Regions from separate parts of the Pan troglodytes genome. Here region 2 is linked to region 1. The links are chromatin contacts, called in public HiChIP or PLAC-seq maps. All regions are on one chromosome and are shown on one strand. Each heading gives the region's core, a stretch centred on a gene start, on an enhancer-like site or on the middle of the called end of the contact. The rest is flanking DNA. Distances are from core to core; before and after follow the strand shown.

Evidence for each region. HiChIP or PLAC-seq counts read pairs in DNA pulled down with a chosen protein or histone mark.
Region 2: an H3K4me3 HiChIP or PLAC-seq map of stem cell-derived excitatory neurons shows a contact between it and region 1, with 6 times the contacts expected there. The contact joins the promoter of HEATR1 here to the promoter of MTR in region 1. A contact is called at or near these places in 1 of 7 Hi-C or Micro-C datasets (stem cell-derived neural progenitor cells) and 1 of 1 datasets of contacts at active chromatin or transcription factors (stem cell-derived excitatory neurons).

Annotation. Positions count from the first base shown.
Region 1 is chr1:12,370,489-12,373,202 of NHGRI_mPanTro3-v2.0_pri, forward strand. MTR (5-methyltetrahydrofolate-homocysteine methyltransferase) reads right to left here and starts at 1,342. Exons shown (of 33, transcript XM_514294.9): 1 at 834-1,342. The coding sequence starts at 867.
Region 2 is chr1:12,558,569-12,561,282 of NHGRI_mPanTro3-v2.0_pri, forward strand. HEATR1 (HEAT repeat containing 1) reads left to right here and starts at 1,367. Exons shown (of 45, transcript XM_001157116.8): 1 at 1,367-1,540; 2 at 1,837-2,010; 3 at 2,581-2,714. The coding sequence starts at 1,869.

The sequences.
Region 1 (2,714 bases), core at 92-2,591:
TTACGAATTTAGTATTCCCCCTCTTCCTGAAGCTAAACATCCCCACTAAGTCATAGGATATTTACTGTTTTGTACTTATCACTAATTCTCGTTTCTACATCTCCTCACCCGTTTTTACGGGTGTATTTGTCCACAAATTATAATCAGGCATGATCTTAGAGATCTAGAGCTCGTTATAAAGCTAACATTACGTTCAGTTCTCGTGCTAAACTAGCTTTTTCTCACTGTTGATCCCAGGGCCACCAACATCAGAATCGCTTGAAATTACTACCTCCCATTTCGGTATCTGGAGGTGGGGTCTGCTCATCTATTTTAACATAGTGAGTCTATGCATATTGCAGTTTTGCAGCAGCGTGCGTAGAAGCAGAAAATAAAAAGTTCCATGTAGTAGTTTTAAATAGTTCTCTGAGTTTCCTCGTCTGTCTCTCCGCGCCTGAACTTTCTCTCGCAGTAGGTGCGCAATACATATTTACGAATAAGCGTCACACCATGCAAAAAAAAAAAACTTCCAGAGGGCCCAGCTGGTTTATGCTGCGTGGAACTGGAAAGTTTAGTTACTGTGACGTTAAGAATGTGTTTCGGGGGCGAGGGGAGGACGCTTTTTGCAGGTTTTGATGGTTTGCCTGGGGAGGAAGAGGTGAAGGTCGGACAAAGAGTGGAGCAAAACACGTAGCCCTCCGGGCTCCTGCGCTAAGTTCTAAAGGTGCCGCCCACACGCGGGGAAACACCGCCGGGCGTCTCCCGCTGCAGAAGGGAATCGCCCCAGGGATTAGGAGGCCACAGCACGAGTTAAGAAACACAACCCAACCACGCAGACGGGGTCGCAGCGTTACCGGGTTGCGACAGGTCTTGGAGCGCAGGTGACATGTTGTCGAGTCTCCTCCTCGCGCAGAGGGCGCGGCAGAGAAGACGTGCTCTCCACAGGTGACGACGGCCAAGGGCCACGCCAGCTAGCGCCAGGCGAGCCTGCCACACAAGGCCCGGGTCTTTTGACGCCTCCCGTTGGCTCGCGTCGCGGGGGGACTGCGGACCCCGAAAGCCCGCAGCGCCCTAGGGCCTCTCTCGGGGCTGGGCGCGGGGCTGAGGGGCAGACGCGCGGCGCGGCAACTGCTGGAGCACGTGCTTTCTTCCCGGGTACCCGGCCAGTCCTTGGTGTCGGCCTAGCAGCCAGACACGCGCGGCCAGAGGCGGAGTCGCGGGACGGCACGGAAAAGGGCCCAAGAGAAAACCCGGAGAGGAGGACGACGTGACATCCGGCTATGAGCCCCGCAGACGTTTAGGGCCTTTCAGAGCGCGGTTAGTTCTGCGCTCAATCTATCCTCGGCGTGGGAGGTCCCGCCCCTTCCGGCCTGTGATTGGTCTGCACGAGCTCCTCGCAGCCACATTGGCTGTCAATATCAACCAATGACCTGCTGTTTAGCCCCGGGGCTCTCTGGGAGATGTAGTCCCGCTCCCCAGTTTCCCGCGGGGGCTTTTCGCGTCTCTGTGCCCAGGATCCGGAAGTGTAAGTCGAAGTGGCCCCTCTAAGGAAAAGTCACAGCGCCAAGTTCGTGCTGATCTCGACACGCTGTGTGGTGTCGAGCCTGAAATTTTAGTTCCGTTTTGCTGTTGACTTGCGCTGGGCAAGGCAGTGAACCTCTCAGTCTCCACACTCTACAAACAAGAATGATAGGATGGTAGTAATTAGAATTTTTTAGGGTTGTAGTAGGCGTTAAATGACATCGTTTGACGGCGCTATGAAAACTCTGAATTACCATATGGGGGTGTTAATTGTAACTTATTGACAGTAAACATATATTGAGCACCTACTATGTGTCAGGCATTGGGGTACACACTTGGAATGCAAAATCAGACAAGCTACATCGCACCCTCACCTCCTTGGAGGAGGAACTCACAACCTAGTTAGATTAACAATTGAACAGGGAAAAAAGAACCACATACATTTTAAAAGAGCTGCAGTATTCAAAGGGGCCAGGGAAAGGTTTCAAAGAAGAATCTGGGTCCCGAAGGAAGAGTGGTGCCAGGTAAGGTTGTTCCAGTCAGGAGAAGCTCCCTGTGTACAACACAGCACTTTAGGGAATTCTAAAATAAAGGGCAGCTCTGTAAGGCCGAGCATGGTAGATGTGAGAAAAAGCAAATTCATCTAGAAAAATCTCTGTAAGGCTGAGCATGGTAGATGTAAGGAAAAGCAAATGCATCCAGAAAAATAAAAATTATAACCAAATTATGACGTTTACTAAGCTTTAAAAAAGGCACAAATTTGCATGCCATTCTCATTTTATTGTATGTAATTGTACCTCAATTTTGAAGATTTGAAAAATTATTATAATGCATATCACATTCTTACCAAGACCATCTTACCAAAGATGGTCTTACTTGGAAGGTGGGGGGAATGGAGTAGGTGAGAGAGAATGCAACAAAGAAGGGAGGGAGGAATGAGATGGCCCTAAATAGCCAAAAATCTTAAGATTATAAGGGCCAGGGTGAGAGTGGGTGAGGGATAAACGACTACACATTGGGTGCAGTGTCCACTGCCTAGGTGATGGGTGCACCAAACTCTCAAATCACCACTAAAGAACTTATTCATGTAACTAAACACCACCTGCTCCCCAAAAACCTATTGAAATAAATAAGTTAAAAAAAAAAAAGAAGAAGAAAAAGAGGAAAGAAAAAAAAGCAAGGTCTTCTATGCTGAACTTATTAAATTATTTATC
Region 2 (2,714 bases), core at 117-2,616, 190 kb after region 1:
CATGAAAAGAAGATTATTAACGGTCAGTAGAAATACTAATAACTGAAGAAAATATTTGGTTGTTTTCAATGCTTTTAAAGCAAACCAACAAAAGATTGTTTGTAAATGGGAGAGAATCTGCATGAGGTATAGACAACCAGGGCCTCCAAATTTGTAGCTGTGTTTCTGACATTCTCCAGGGAAGACGGTTACAGAAAGACTTGACCCCCTGGCCCCGCAGAGCTCTTCGGAGAAATTAATGCATCCAGAAAAGACAGAGCATCAGATCTCACTCCTTCGTCTGGAAGACGAAGTTCATCCTAGTTCTAGCGCATACCAGTGTTTTGGAAACAGATTAGGTATATTCATACATAAGGATACTCTTCTGCAACACTATCTGTAGTGAGGCCAAGAAGACCAGTGGTTGCGGGAATCTTCGCAAACAGGCAAGAGACAATTTTTAGGGGCGATGGAAACTGTCATTTTGACTGGGGAGGTCATTACACCTATACATGCATTTGCTAAAAGTCATCAAACTCTTCCACTGACGTGGGTGCAACCATTGTTTGTAAATTATACCTCAACAGGATTCGATTAATTTATTTATTGAGACAGTCTCGCTCTGTGGAGTACAGTGGTGCGATCTTGGCCCACTGCAACCTCCGACTCCCGGGTTCCAGCGATTCTTCTGCCTCAGCTTTCCTAGTAGCTGGGATTACAGGCGCCCGCCACCACGTCCGGCTAATTCTTTTATTTTTAGTAGAGACGGGGTTTCGCTATGTTGGCCAGGCTGGTCCCGAACTCCTGACCTCAGGTGATCAGCCCGCCTGAGCTTCCCAAAGTGCTCGGATTACAGGCCGCGCCTGACTAGGATTCGTTTTGAAAGAAGAAAATATATGCCATTTACCCCTCGGGAATGGAAACATAGAGGAGTGACAAGATCTCCCCCAAGCTCTGGGGCGGTGGAGTCCAGCATTTATAGATCGGTTTGCACTAGGAGCAGAGGCTCCTTTCACGACAATCTCGGCCTCTTCCCACTTTGTAGAGTAAGTAACAAGCTCGGAGAGATGAAATAATTTGGTGGCGTTAACCCGGCCGACAGGCGCCAGCGCCAGGATTTGAACCCAAACCACGTGACTTCACAACCCGTAGCTTTCAGCACTACGCGGTGCCGCTGGCACCTAGTAAAGGCTGGATCACTATATACTGAAAGAATGTTTCCGGCTACGGATCCTTAAAGCCCACAGAAGGCCCATCCAGAGACCGAAAGCTTCAGACACAAGCCGCAGAGCAGACCGCTAGACCGGAGCTACAGAGGCGAAGCTCGGACTTGAGCCTGAGTCCGGCGGGCTGAGGGGCGGGCTTTCGTCTCGGGAGGCGGAGCTGTCTCGTCGCATTCCCGGCAAGCTTGAACCTCTTCACCTGCCGTAGTGCCTGCAGCCGGAAGTTGCTCTACAGCATGCTTTAGGTTTCCGGGTGAGGATTGGGCTCCTTGGTACCATGTGGGAAGTGCTGTGAAGAGTTGTTGCCTTCCAAGATATACCCAAATTCCCAGTTCTAGGTAAGGAGGAGCACAGAGCCGCTTGATGTGGCTGCGGATGGGGGCGGCATATCGAGGGAGGGTAAGAGTTTTCCGGATATCTGCGGAATCAGGGTTGAAGGAAAGCCTTGGCGCGGTCGCCGCTACTGTAATTAGTTGTTAACGCTGTTGCCATCGTCTTTGCATCTCCGGGGTCCACAAATCTCAGGACAGCCGCGTTGTGTGTCCATGACGGTGCTGAGTGCAGAAGAAAATTGTTTGTTTACGAGGCGCCTTATAGTTTCGTAGAAACTTATCAAAGTGCTTACTTTTTTTAGCCCGTGTCATTAAAACTCCGCTGGCGTGAAAGATGACGTCCTTAGCCCAGCAGCTGCAACGACTCGCCCTCCCTCAAAGTGATGCCAGCCTCTTATCTAGAGATGAAGTTGCTTCTTTGTTATTTGACCCTAAGGAAGCGGCCACAATCGACAGGGACACCGCCTTCGCCATTGGTGAGCCATCTTTTAACTTAGAAAAGCTCTTGGAAGCGTTTGTTTTCTGGATGTTACTTTTTTTTTTTTTTCCCTTGTTTTCTCTTCTGTCCCGTCCTTTTCCTTAGCAGTTTCTAGCATGTTGATGTATATTTTTAAGGGAAAGAGAACATAACAGTCAGGTGCTTGGTGCTTGAAATGTTTATGAGTAGAGGTATCTGGATTTCACAGATGAAGAAACAAAATTAGAGAGGTCAACTAATATGTCAAAGAGAAGAACAGCTAAAAGGGGGATGGAGGCAGTGACTGGGGTGACGGAGAAGTCCTCTCAGAGGACTGGCCTAGTTATTGTAGGGGATATCCAAAAAAAAAAAAGTGTTCCTTGCCATGAAGTACTTTCTGTTCTAGTAGATGAGATAGGATTTACTCTAAATGTTGAAAACTAGAAATCAGTGTTTGGGACTGTATTATAAATTATATGTACTTAAAGAATTCAGAAACTTCTTAGGGGTAAGTAAAACTGTAAAAGAGGGGTGGGATGAATTTGCTTACGAAGGATTGTTAAATAAACTGGCCTTTTTTGAAATTTAGGATGTACTGGCCTGGAAGAGTTGCTTGGAATTGATCCTTCCTTTGAGCAGTTTGAAGCACCGTTGTTCAGTCAGCTAGCAAAAACCTTGGAGCGAAGTGTTCAGACCAAAGCAGTAAACAAACAGCTGGATGAA